2 separate regions of the Zea mays genome follow, and region 2 is linked to region 1. The links are chromatin contacts, called in public Hi-C maps. All regions are on one chromosome and are shown on one strand. Each heading gives the region's core, a stretch centred on a gene start, on an enhancer-like site or on the middle of the called end of the contact. The rest is flanking DNA. Distances are from core to core; before and after follow the strand shown.

Region 1 (6,443 bases), core at 1,524-4,023:
TGCTTGTGCTTGCAGTCCATCAATGTCATGGACTACTCTTTGCTGGTTGGAGTGGACAGGCAGAAGCGTGAGCTGGTATTCGGCATCATCGACTACCTGAGGCAGTATACATGGGACAAGCAGCTGGAGACGATGGTGAAAGCGTCTCTGGTGGTGCCCAAGAATGAATCGCCAACGGTGATTTCCCCAAGGGATTACAAGAAGAGGTTCAGGAAGTTCATGAGCAAGCACTTCCTCACAGTTCCCGACGAGTGGAGCACGGAGAGTCGGCCGCCGGTGGCCTGGGAGTCCTGTGCCCACGCCGGCGAGTTGCCGGGAGTGAAGCCCCAGCATCCAAGCCCAATCCTCCTGGCGTGCGCTTAATTCAATTTCACATTCTGATGCTGGCGAATAGTGTCACAAATGGAAGGAGGAAACGATGCTTGTACGAAGTTCCAGTTTACTACCCTCACCACACACGCACGCACGAGTACATATATAATTCTCTCTTCAACAAGTGAAGAGAAGGCCTAGCACCATTGCTAAACCTTTTCTTGCTTCTCGTCCACAACAAGGGGAATCATCTCCGTCTGATTCCTTGCTTGCGCTGTTCCTAGACTCCCTGGGGCTGCAGCCTGCCGCTGCGAGATCAGATGCCTCACGTAGCCATAGAAAGTGCAACCAACCAGGGTGATTCCACACCCGATTGCATTCATTGCAGAGATTGGATTCCGGAAGATCGACCACGACACTAACACTGCCACCGCGACCTACATTTTAAGATGCTATGTCAATCAATGTCGAGCAGCAGCGGAGGGAGTAGGGTAGGGATCTTACTTTAAGGTTGCCTGCAACGTTGAACGTCACTGCTGTTGTTGAATGGATGACGTAGAAGATGGAGAAGTTAAGGCAGAACGCAAGCACCCCCGAACCTAGGATGATAGTCAGCGCAGGAACGATGGAATCATGTGTGTAGAACCAGTTCATTACACCTCCTCCTTCAAGCACCATCGCTGGTAGAGCCAGTATCATGGTGGCAAAGGGTGCCATGTAGTACACCGTGTTAATGCTGCACGAAATAGAACAGACCTTACTGATTAATTACAAGTTCCAACCTCTATTCCATAAGACAGAAAGGTGTGTAGTACCTGTCAAACTTGTATCCATGGAGTAGGGACTCTGCCAAGATGGTCTTTGTAGACGTAGCCAGGCAGCCAACCATGGCAGCACAGAAACCGAAAATGTTGAAGCTAAGCTCTGTCACCGAAGTCAGGAGTATTCCGCCAACTATAGGGACCAGCGAAGCCCATATGCGCCACTCGAAATGCTTGCTCCAGACTAGCCACTGCAGAATAACTGAACCAAGCAGGAGATGATGATGATGATGATGATACGACAGCAAGCAAGCAAGATACACAAAGTGAGGGTATATCAAGATATACCTGTGGTTGCAGGAGTGAAAGATTTGATTGTCTGCATGAAGGAGACTGGGATGTAGCGCAAGCTGACATTTCCCAGCACAATGTTTATGCAGAAGACGAAGGACATTGGAAATATCCTTTTCCAGCGGTCCTCCGGTTCAACTTGAATCAGGGGTTTCGCCTTGAGGACATGGATTGCAATGTAAGCTCCAATGGAAGAGCAGATGAAGTGGACGCAGGACACGGTGAGAGGGAACTTGAAATCCAGTTTCTGCAGAGAAGAGAGAGCAACTTACTTATTATATCAAAAGGGCACGGCTCTTGAGTCTTGACACCACCCATAAGATGATGGGAGATGAGTAGGTAACCTCTTATTGTTAGGCTATCTACAGAAGTCCTACTCATCTCATCTCCTATCTCAAATTATACTCTCTAAACAGTAGTCTAACAGTATTTTACACGTTCATATACACAATCTGCTATCACCCAGAAATACATAAAAAATGCATAAGAGCAGCAACTCTCAACTCTCCTGGACTAGACAGCTGCTGAACCCTGCTTGACTAACCACCAACCAAACCAAAGTACGTAGTAACAATCTAATGGGGTGTTTGGTTCGAAGAGCCAATCTATTACAGATGAGGTGGTGTGGGTGCATCATATGTTCATTCCACAAATTTAGTGGAATGAACTCATTTCTCGTATTATTACTAATTATTGGCCTACAAGGATTGAAATGATGGATCAATTCATTCCATTCCAAAAACAAACAAAAAAAGTGAGTAGTGAAAAGATGATAACTACCTCGTTTCTCAGACCAAACACGCTATAAGTCTATTTGACCCTGTTTCCCACCCAATCCAAGTCTCTAGTCCGTGATCTATAATGGTAAGCAGTATGGACGAATTTAGTTAGATATTCCAAAGGAGAAAAGTAGCAGCCGGGCAGGAGAAGCATCTGACATCCAGATCCGCGGCGGAAGATGGATGGGGAAGCTAGAATATAATGCGGGTAAACCTGGAAGATCCACTTGTTCATGATGATGACGGTGACGTTGAAGCCCCACCACTGGAGGATGGCGAGCACCGCGCGCAGGGTGCCCAGGCCGGCCGGCGCCTTGCCGCCGTCCTCCATCTCTACCAAAACTAGTGTATTGTATTCGTGTGCGAGATGGCGAAGATGGAGCAAACTGCTCGTTGGCGATGGCGTCGGCGACGGTCGCGGAGAGTAGACCTGGCCTCAACCTCACCTCATCGCCGACATGGTGGGTCGGTGGAAGGGGACCGGGGGCGGGGCCGCGGGGGGAACTCAACTGGGGAAGGAAGGGAAGGCAGGCGACAATGTGTGTGTGAGAGAGATTGGAATTGGACTTGGATTCCTTGGACCAGTCAACCACAAACATTTTATTTCTTTCTACTTTTATCTTCTTTGGTCTGTTTTTTTTTTAGCCTGCTGCTGGAATTGCGGCTTAATAAGTTAATACTATGGCCAGCAGTCGTGCATACGGTAGAGTTTAAAAATGAGTTTGAAACAAATGTTTTTTTCCTCATCTTTATTTTAACGTATCCACAACAAATCGCTCCAACAAGAGGGATCCATCAACATCCAAACAATATTAACAATATCTTAAAAGTGTTTTAGAAGTTCTATGCATAAGAGCATCTCCAACTATGTGATCTATAAAAATGCTCTATAATTTAAAAATGAATATATTTTATAAAATTTAGAGCACCAATAAATCATTCCGTTTCAACAGTGAAATCTTAAATCTAGATTATAGGACAGACTACTACGATTTAGTGTAGTACATTTGAGGCATTTGAAAGGGTGTCCAATATAATTTTTTGATCAAGTTTTATAAAATAAGACAATGTTAGAATAGTTTTTCGTACCTTTGAGGTATTGTTAGAGATGCTCTAAGTTGGCGAAAATCTCCATCTTTTCCTCCGGGTCAGAGGACTAGTAGAAGAACCCACATATATGTAACTGTTTCTACAGATATATAAGTAAACCTTGCTTAAATGATATTATATTTTTTAAAATTATTAGTATCATACACACAAAATATCTCTAATTTATATAACACAGACAGAAATAAGTTATAGTGGTAGAAGTCATGCGCTTTATACAAGTGAGCAGGATTCGAATCCACCCCATTTTTTGGATACTCTGCGTTGGAGGGAAAATTTATTAGCTCACGCTTAAATAGTAGAGATGTAACAGCATGCCTTGAAATGTGATCACTATGATTGCCCAAGAAGATGCAAGCAAGCGCGCACACTCAAATCTCCGAATTCATTTTACACACGTTTCGAATGCAATTCAACAAGGACATTCCCCTTGCTTTTCCAAACGCACACGCACTCAAATCTCGTCATCGTCCTCGTCTTCAAATGGGTCTCTCTCCGGGAAGTCGCCAACCTGCGATAAAAAGATTAATACGAACCGAGTATCTTTTCTTTATTTTAATAAAGAACCTGAAAAACACACCCCAGAAATCACCTGTTTCGCTAACAACGACCCAAACAGAGCAAAGGCTCTGCCCGGTTATTAATTAATAGGAAGCCCAACTCGAAAAGAAACACGCTCACAATTGCTTCTTAGAAAAACTCAAGGCCTTACAATGCAAACACACGCGACCCGCTACTACAAAAAGGCTGTGTGAAGAAAAACTAGGCGTCTCTACATTTCGGCAATCAGCTGCAGAGATAACGTCTAACAAAAACTTACTCTTAAGGGCTAGTTTGGGAACTCTATTTTTCCAAAGAATTCCTATTTTCCCAAGAGAAAATGAACTAATTTCCCTTGGGAAAATAGAAATCCCTTAAGAAAATAGGGTTCCAAACTAGCTCTAAGTATACACAAGGTAAAGAGCTGGGAATGTAGTACCTTTACTTTCTCTGGCCTCACAATTGCCCCATGACCTTGAGGGCACTCAAAGAAGCGAATGCCTTTCACCCTGCAGCATCCAAGAAAATGTTATAACGAGCTACCGTATTGCCATTTATTCATCAAAATAGCAGGTTACCCATCACAGGATCAAGCAATATGACATAAGCAGCAATTAGAATTACATCACATAAAATGACTAGTACCAAAATCGACACAAAAGCCTGTCATTTTCTGTTTTTCATGGGTTAGGACACAACATACATGCCGTCATGCTTCCCAAGTGGCTCATCATATTGCACTCCAACCCAGAATCCACGTCCAAGGGCTTCAGCTCTACCAACAAATTTTACAGTGCCCCTCTTGGCACCAGGCTCAACTTCACATCTATCACCCACCTGTGACACACACACACACTTGTTAGATCACTTGCTGCAGCTGGCAGCCATTCAGATTACCAGTTTAAAATCAATCCTTAGGATGTTCACGTATTCCTTGGCGGGGGAAAGATTCAGCAGCTGATGACCCCGATAAAATATTTGCTAGGTTCAGTGGCATTCAGGCAATGGAAGAGGCTAGCATGCTGGTTCAATAATACATTATTAGCTCCAATTAGGTTATTTGTAATTATAGCAAGGATGGTAATTCGTACATGTATATATATCGTGACTGTGCCAGCCATTAAAGATGGAACTGAAAGGAGGCTCTGGCGACTGGCAGGGCGTGTCTTTGGGTGTTAAACCATCGGCACTGACACTGATTTTGGACAATTTGCCAGTCTTAATGCAATTAAATTGAAACACAATGGGGAGAACCAAAGTAACTGACCTTGATTTTGGAGCATAGTTCCTCCATATGCTTTTCTGATTCCTGAAAGAAATAGAATAGGTGAGACGAAAAATGAAAGAAGACAGTCCAAAACTTTAGCAACTTACTTCTTTATCCTCTGACGGAGAGTTTTTCGGGACCATCTTTTCTTTGAATTTTCGAAAGTTAGCTGTCACCAAAACCATAAAAATAGCATTCGGCCTAATGCACCACAAGTTGTAAAAAAACATACATTGATTTTTGGGAGGGGGGAGAGAATGAAACAGCCGGGGAACTTTAAACTTACTGTCGAGCTTATCGTATGTTTCATCGGACATTGTGTACTTGTCGACAAGGGAAGTGTCTTCCAACCAACCCCCTGAGGTGAGTGAGGAAGGGTCGAGATCAACGACATGGATCCGGTAGCCGTTGTAGGGGGCGTAGGCCGCGAGTGGCGCGGCGTCGTCGTCGAGGTCGGCGATCTTGGTGCCGGAGTCGTCGCGGAGCTGGAGGCGCATGGAAGCGACGGCGGTGCCGGTCTTGCGCCAGAGCTTGTCCTTGAGCGCCTCCACGGTGGTCTGCGATCCGATGCATTAGCAGAGCACAGATGATGGAGATCCCGATGCCGGATCCCGGAAAGATGAGAGGCACACCTACCTGTTGCGAGACGCGGATGTCCGCTGCGAAGGTGGTGAGATTGGAGTGGGTGATGAGCAGGAGGACGCTGTCGTCAGCAGGCAGCTGCAGCTTCGACGACGCCATGGTTGTCCGCAGTGGCGGAAGCAGGATTCAACTAAGCTCCGGGCCAAATTGTGTTAACCTGCTGGTAATGATTAATAAATATACCGCCTTAATTTCTAGCAAAACCAAGATCTATGGCATATTAATTGTGTTAACCTGCTGTGGCGGCGTGCCAGCGGGCGATGGTGTCGCCTGGAGGCGAACGGAGTTAGAAGTTGCGTCGGAAGCCTGACGGCGGCTGGAGCTGGACGAGGGAGGTGAGCTGTTGTACGCCTTTACTATGGGTCGCGCCGCCTCGTCAGCAGCAGCAACATGGCCCACGGCCACCTCCCACTCGTTTTTGTTTTTCTCCCCTTTGTGCTCCGCAGCCCATTGGAGTGCATAATCAGTTAGGATCGCAGGACTTACACGACTGCATGCTTCTCTGCCCCGTTAACATGTATCGGAAGTTTATTATTTTTACAGTTTTAAAATAATACTATAGTATTTAATGATATCATGTTATTGGAAGCCAAAAAATATTTGGTTAGTACAGGTAAAATACAGTTTTAAATACTATGGTTTATCTAAAACCATGGTATTTTTGAGTTTTGGAAACTCCACTTA
Region 2 (6,199 bases), core at 2,388-4,887, 140 kb after region 1:
TTAACTAATACTATAGTCAGCACAGAAAGCATTGAAGAGCGATGTCAAACACGTCCTAAAGCAAAGTTTGTGCCTCTAGCTATTTAAATAATATAAATAAATAGATATCTACCTAACAAATGCGTAAAATACTGCCTGGAGGAAAACGAAGGAAAATAGAGCGAAGAAGAGTTGGTGGTCGGTAGCTACTGCTCCGTTGCCCAATTCTTCCCTCCTCCTCCCTACTGATTCCAGCTATCAGTCCTCTCCGCCAAAAGACAAGACCATAAAGATTACTCATAGATTAAAGTAGGGTTTGGACGTCTGCCTGTCCATTTCGGCGTCTGTTCTTAGCGGCCGACAAGCGGAATCTGGATCAAGTCCCCTGCTTCAACCCATCCCCTCTCATCGATTCATTGCCACAAGGTACGTACCAGATCACTTCTCCTCTCTCCTGATGCTCCTGCAATTCGATTTCAATTTCCTTCTGGGACTCGTTGCCAATTTCGCTAGTTCCCCTCCTGTCCTCGATTCTTACCCTGCATTCGAACCCCAACGATTAAGCTACTTTTGTTACCGAGAATGCCAACGATGTATGCAATCCGCTTACCTTGAACTGTTTTGGTCCAGGCAGCTGATTGCTCACAGCGTTGGATGTGAGAATTGGATTCGGACCCACCGATCGATATGCCGTTCGGCCACACGCGGCTCGATGTCCGGCGTCCGCCGCAGTCGTCCTACCTCTGCTGCTCCACAACCACCGTCGCCGTATTCGTCGCGCTCTGCCTGGTGGCTGTGTGGATGGCGTCGTCCATGCTCGTCACCCCTGCCGAGTTCCCTCCATTTCAGTCCAAAGTGCGTCCACTGAGGCCTCATGACTCTCCTCCTGCCACCGGAAGCTTAACCAGTGCTGATCAGGGCGATGGCATCACCACCCATGATGATCCACCACCTGCTACACAACAATTGCCTCCTGTAACAGACAGCATGGATGGTGAAAATCAGCAACAAGAACTTTTCACTACAGAGCGCGGACCATGGTCAACCAAGGCTGAACAATCTAACAAGGACGCTAAAGAGCAAACCTTGACGTCCAGTAGCCCACTGAGCTTCCGTTGGGCGTTATGCAACGTCGATGCTGGAGCAGATTATATTCCATGCCTCGACAACGTAGCAGCTATCAAGAAGCTCCGTTCCACCAAGCACTACGAACACCGAGAAAGGCATTGCCCCGAGAAATCTCCTACCTGCCTTGTTCCTCTACCAGAGGGCTACAGGAATCCAATTAGGTGGCCAAAGAGCAGAGATCAGGTTTGTGCTGTGCCTTAATAATGATGCTATATCTGCCAAGTCGATTTACTTACTCAATGTTTTATCGCTACAGATATGGTACAATAACGTTCCTCATACTAAGCTGGTTGAATACAAGGGACACCAAAACTGGGTTAAGGTTTCTGGAGAATACCTCACCTTCCCCGGAGGCGGGACTCAGTTTAAACATGGTGCGTTGCGCTACATTGATTTTATTCAGGAGGTAATACGCTTTCCATGTTGTCGGCTGCTAGTGTGCACTATAATATTTTCTTACCTATTTATTGAAAATATCTGCTAAGTTGATAGACAGAATGCTCATGATTCATTGAGTAGGCGCCCTGAACGTTTTTCCTTGGATTGAGTTCATGCATATATGTAGTAGTTATGCTTGTTTACTGGCATTTTTTATTGCTATACTACACAGGCAAAGAAGGATGTAGCATGGGGAAAACGAAGCCGTGTAGTGTTAGATGTTGGTTGTGGAGTAGCTAGCTTTGGAGGATATCTATTTGACAGAGATGTGATTACTATGTCATTTGCACCTAAAGATGAGCACGAAGCTCAGGTTCAGTTTGCTCTTGAAAGAGGAATACCTGCTATATCAGCTGTCATGGGTACAAAAAGGCTCCCATTTCCCAGTAGGGTGTTTGATGTTGTTCATTGTGCACGATGTAGGGTACCGTGGCATATTGAAGGTACTTTCTATCATGAGAATCCTGCTCTAGCACAATACAGTCCCTTTGTGTTAGCTGCTTCTGTGACACTATGCCTGTTAGTTATTTGGCAGGCGGTAAACTCTTGCTTGAACTGGACAGACTGTTACGTCCTGGTGGTTACTTTGTGTGGTCTGCTACACCCGTATACCAGAAGCTGCCTGAAGATGTTGAGATATGGCAAGGTATTCCATGCTTTAATTTCTTCTCTACAGTTATTACAGTGAATTACGAATTTCATGCCCCAAGAGTTATCTTTGTTCTGCCTTGCTGTAGCCATGTCTGCTCTAACCAGTTCAATGTGCTGGAAAATGGTCAACAAAGTAAAGGATAGGGTGAATAGAGTGGGTATAGCAATTTACAGAAAGCCAACAGACAACAGCTGCTACGAAGCAAGATCTGAAACAAACCCTCCACTCTGTGGAGAGTACGACGATCCTGATGCTGCCTGGTAACTGTTCTCAACAGGCTGTACCTTTGGTGGTGATCACCTAATTATAAACCTAATAATATTCTTGGGTTCATCCCTTATCACTGTTTAGGAACATATCGTTGGGGGCTTGTATGCATAAGTTGCCTGTAGATCCTACCGTTCGTGGTTCACAGTGGCCTGAGTTATGGCCATTGAGACTGGAGAAACCACCTTATTGGCTGAGAGGTTCTGAGGCTGGAGTATATGGGAAACCTGCCCCGGAGGATTTTCAAGCAGACTATGAACACTGGAAGCGAGTCGTGAGCAATTCATACATGAATGGTTTGGGTATTGACTGGTCTACTGTTAGAAATGTTATGGATATGAAAGCCGTATATGCAGGGTAAGGAGTCTAACCTTCGGAGCATGTGGAGTTCCTCTTTCACTGGGACTCATTTTTTTTTCTGTTGTAGGTTCGCAGCAGCTTTGCGCGATCTCAAGGTGTGGGTCATGAATGTGGTTCCAATTGATTCACCTGACACGCTTCCAATTATATATGAGCGCGGGCTGTTTGGACTGTACCATGACTGGTGTGAGTCGTTTAGCACCTATCCGAGAACTTATGATCTTGTGCACGCCAACCATCTGTTCTCCAAGGTTAAGAAGAGGTAATGCCGTCGTCCTTGGGTAGGGTACTGCTAAATTGCCTGGGGTGGGGGGCTGATCGTCTCCTTGTGCAGGTGCGAGCTATTACCTGTTATCGTGGAGGTGGACCGGGTGTTGAGGCCACAAGGCCGGCTAATTGTCAGAGACAACATTGAAACAACAAGTGAGGTGGAGAACATTCTGAAATCTCTCCACTGGGAGGTCCGCATGTCTTACTTCCAGGAGAAAGAAGGCTTGCTGTTGGTGCAGAAGACGACATGGCGGCCAAATGAAACTGAAGCTAAGCTATGATGCAGAGCCCTTGCCCCTTGGAAGGAGGAAAGGAAGATCTAGTGTTTGCAAGGTCCTCTACTTTTGTGAGGCATCTTTTATTTATGTAGAATTTGTAGAGCTATATGATTGGTAGATGTGGAGGAATCTGGTGGTTTCCAGCATATCCATATTCATCTGTGGAAGTGGAACTGGTTATCTGATTCCCTTTTTTTTTTTGATTCATCCATTCGGAAGGGGAAGGTAACGATAAATAGAAAAGGAATTGAGAATTGGCGGAGGTCAAAGGCCCAACACAACCCAATCCGGAACCCCAACCCCACCCCCACCACCAAGGGTCCAAAGCCATGCGTGCCGCCATGGCGGCGGCGGTCCTCCGACCCACGGCCGCCACCCTCCGCTTCCTCTCCACCCCACCACACCAGCGCCGCCGCGTCTTGGTCGGACACCTCCCCTTTGCTCGCCGACGCCGCCACTCCTCCACCGCTACGGCCCCAGCGCTGGAGGACTCCAGCCCCCGCAGTGGCGAAGGCAAGGCCGTGCGCCGCCGCCGCGCCCGTGAATCTCCCCAGGGCCTCCTCCGCCACCAGCTCGACATGTGCTCCCGCAACGCCGACCTCACCACCGCGCTCCGCCTCTACGACGACGCCCTCTCCCCGGACAACCCCATCCCGCTCTCCCTCCACCACTACAACTGCCTGCTCTACCTCTGCTCCAACGCCGCCGCTACCGACTCTGACAGCCATATCTCCGCCACCGCCGCTCAGCGCGGCTTCGACATCTTCGCCAGGATGGAGGCCGACGGCGTCCAGCCCAACGAGGCCACCCTCACCAGCGTCGCGCGCCTCGCCGCCGCCACCCGCGACCCTGCCATGGCCTTCTCCGTCGTCCGCCGCATGGCCGCTGCGGGCACCCCGCCGCGCCTCCGCACCTACGGCCCCGCCCTCTTCGCCTACTGCGATGCCAAAGATGCCGACGGCGCCAAGCAGGTCGAGGCTCACATGGACGCATCTGGCGTCGTGCCCGAGGAGCCCGAGCTCGCAGCGTTGCTCCGCGTCAACGCGGACACGGGCAAGGCCGATGAGGTTTACAGGCTCCTGCACAGGACGCGCGTCCTCGTCAGGCAGGTCTGCGACACCACTGCCCAGGTCGTCGAGGCCTGGTTCCGGTCGGACGCAGCGTCCCAGGCGGGGGTGGACAGCTGGGATCCCACCAAGGTAAAGGAGGGCGTCGTCAAGGGCGGCGGCGGCTGGCATGGCCAGGGATGGCTTGGCAAGGGCGCATGGAGCGTTGGCTGGACCGAGATGGGCAAGGATGGGACATGCCAACGCTGTGGGGAGAGGCTTGTCTGCATTGACATTGATCCAGCCGAGACTGACAACTTTGCAAATTCGCTCACCGAACTGGCCATTAAGCTTGAGGCCAGGGAAGATTTCCTCAGTTTTCAGGTCTGTCTCCCCTCCATATATGATATATATTCATTCTAATTCTGAGCTTGTATTTGTAACCCAATTAAGGACCTCCCTCATCATCTCTGCAGAGCTGGCTACGCCGCCATGGACCATTCGATGCTGTTATAGACGCTGCTAATGTAGGCCTTTACAAAAGTAAAGATTTCTGTTTTTCACAGGTAGGAGGAGGCTTTTCTTCAGCCAAGCAGTAAAATTATGATCCGATACTTGTTTGACACAAAGGCGAGGACATATCCTGTGCAATCACTCATTTTGGTGCAAGCGTGCAATCAAACTATCCAGAGCATCCAATCTAGATCCAACGGTTTTATATGGAAGGGGTTAAAAGTAAAATAGGTACTATGTTTTAGGTGGAAGGGGTTAAATATAAAATAACAGTCATCATTAGATCTAGATCGGATGCACCAGATCGCTTGATTGCATGCTTGCACCAGGATAAGTGATTGCATAGGATATTTTCCCCACAAAGGCAGGCAGGCAGACAGACAGAGCTAATACGACCAAGTTTGGGTCGCTCTCTCCTTGTAGGTTAACTCTGTTGTAAATGCTATACAGAGAGTAACTAAATCAAAGAAGTTGCCACTGATCGTTTTGCATAGGAGCCGTGTAAATGTTGGTCCTGCAAAAGCCCCATACAACCAGAAGATTCTGGACAGTTGGAGGAATGCTGGAGCTCTGTATGCAACCCCTCCTGGCTCCAATGACGATTGGTGAGCCCCTTTTCCTTGCTTAACATAGCAGCAGATTCATTTATATTTACCAAAAGGTTGTAGGGATGATTTAGGGCATGCTAATGTTTTGCTTTCCCCATTTGAAGGATCGGTTGTATACATTGTTTGAGCGCACGATCGATCTTTTATATTCCACAAATCATCTCTTCCTGTCCTGCTGCAGGTATTGGCTGTATGCAGCTGTCAGTTGCCGATCGTTGCTTGTTACAAATGATGAGATGCGAGACCACTTGTTCCAACTGCTTGGCACTAGTTTTTTCCCTAGGTGGAAAGAAAAACATCAGGTATATATATACATCTCTTACATTATACGGCCATGAAATCTGCATTGTCTAGAGCCTTGATGCTGCTCCACTTTGCGCTGAGGCATCAAGGCTCCTGGCTCTAGACAATTTAGGAGGCTTTGCTCGTAAATTCAGCCACCACACACTATGCGCTGAGGCCCAAGCCATTTTGTAGTTTTATGAACCCAATACTAAGACTTTCTCTGGATCTCGTGCTGTGCTTTGTTCTTTCCCTCTCAACGTTTCAATGTGGATAACCTATGCAGGTCAGACTAACTTTCTCCGGGCATGGCCCTACCCTTCACTTGCCGCCTCCTTATTCAATTGTTATTCAGGTGATAGAAACTAAAGTTTATAT

What was found. A called contact is a pair of places that touch in the nucleus more often than the background predicts.
Region 2: a Hi-C map of tassel shows a contact between it and region 1, with 5 times the contacts expected there. The contact joins the promoter of LOC100281164 here to the promoter of LOC100280075 in region 1. A contact is called at or near these places in 14 of 25 Hi-C or Micro-C datasets (bundle sheath, ear, endosperm and 5 more) and 2 of 3 datasets of contacts at active chromatin or transcription factors (leaf and seedling).

The regions. Positions count from the first base shown.
Region 1 is chr2:27,765,633-27,772,075 of Zm-B73-REFERENCE-NAM-5.0, forward strand. It overlaps LOC100280075, which reads right to left and starts at 2,774. Exons shown (of 5, transcript NM_001254789.2): 1 at 2,418-2,774; 2 at 1,422-1,671; 3 at 1,128-1,335; 4 at 817-1,048; 5 at 355-749. The coding sequence starts at 2,534. The coding sequence ends at 522. LOC100193227 reads right to left here. Exons shown (of 10, transcript NM_001352559.1): 3 at 5,994-6,261; 4 at 5,754-5,916; 5 at 5,404-5,674; 6 at 5,225-5,286; 7 at 5,118-5,159; 8 at 4,554-4,687; 9 at 4,290-4,359; 10 at 3,627-3,821. The coding sequence starts at 5,858. The coding sequence ends at 3,765. It overlaps LOC103646184 (putative 1-phosphatidylinositol-3-phosphate 5-kinase FAB1D), which reads left to right. Exons shown (of 10, transcript XM_008670908.2): 10 at 16-585. The coding sequence ends at 363.
Region 2 is chr2:27,899,941-27,906,139 of Zm-B73-REFERENCE-NAM-5.0, forward strand. LOC100281164 reads left to right here and starts at 3,638. Exons shown (of 6, transcript NM_001154083.2): 1 at 3,638-4,802; 2 at 4,895-4,984; 3 at 5,355-5,536; 4 at 5,721-5,841; 5 at 6,108-6,176. The coding sequence starts at 3,702. LOC100285199 reads left to right here and starts at 144. Exons shown (of 9, transcript NM_001158093.2): 1 at 144-405; 2 at 610-1,290; 3 at 1,364-1,513; 4 at 1,718-1,988; 5 at 2,081-2,191; 6 at 2,283-2,457; 7 at 2,549-2,821; 8 at 2,892-3,086; 9 at 3,159-3,636. The coding sequence starts at 667. The coding sequence ends at 3,375. It overlaps LOC118476293 (a long non-coding RNA gene), which reads right to left and starts at 952. Exons shown (of 2, transcript XR_004856161.1): 1 at 590-952; 2 at 315-518.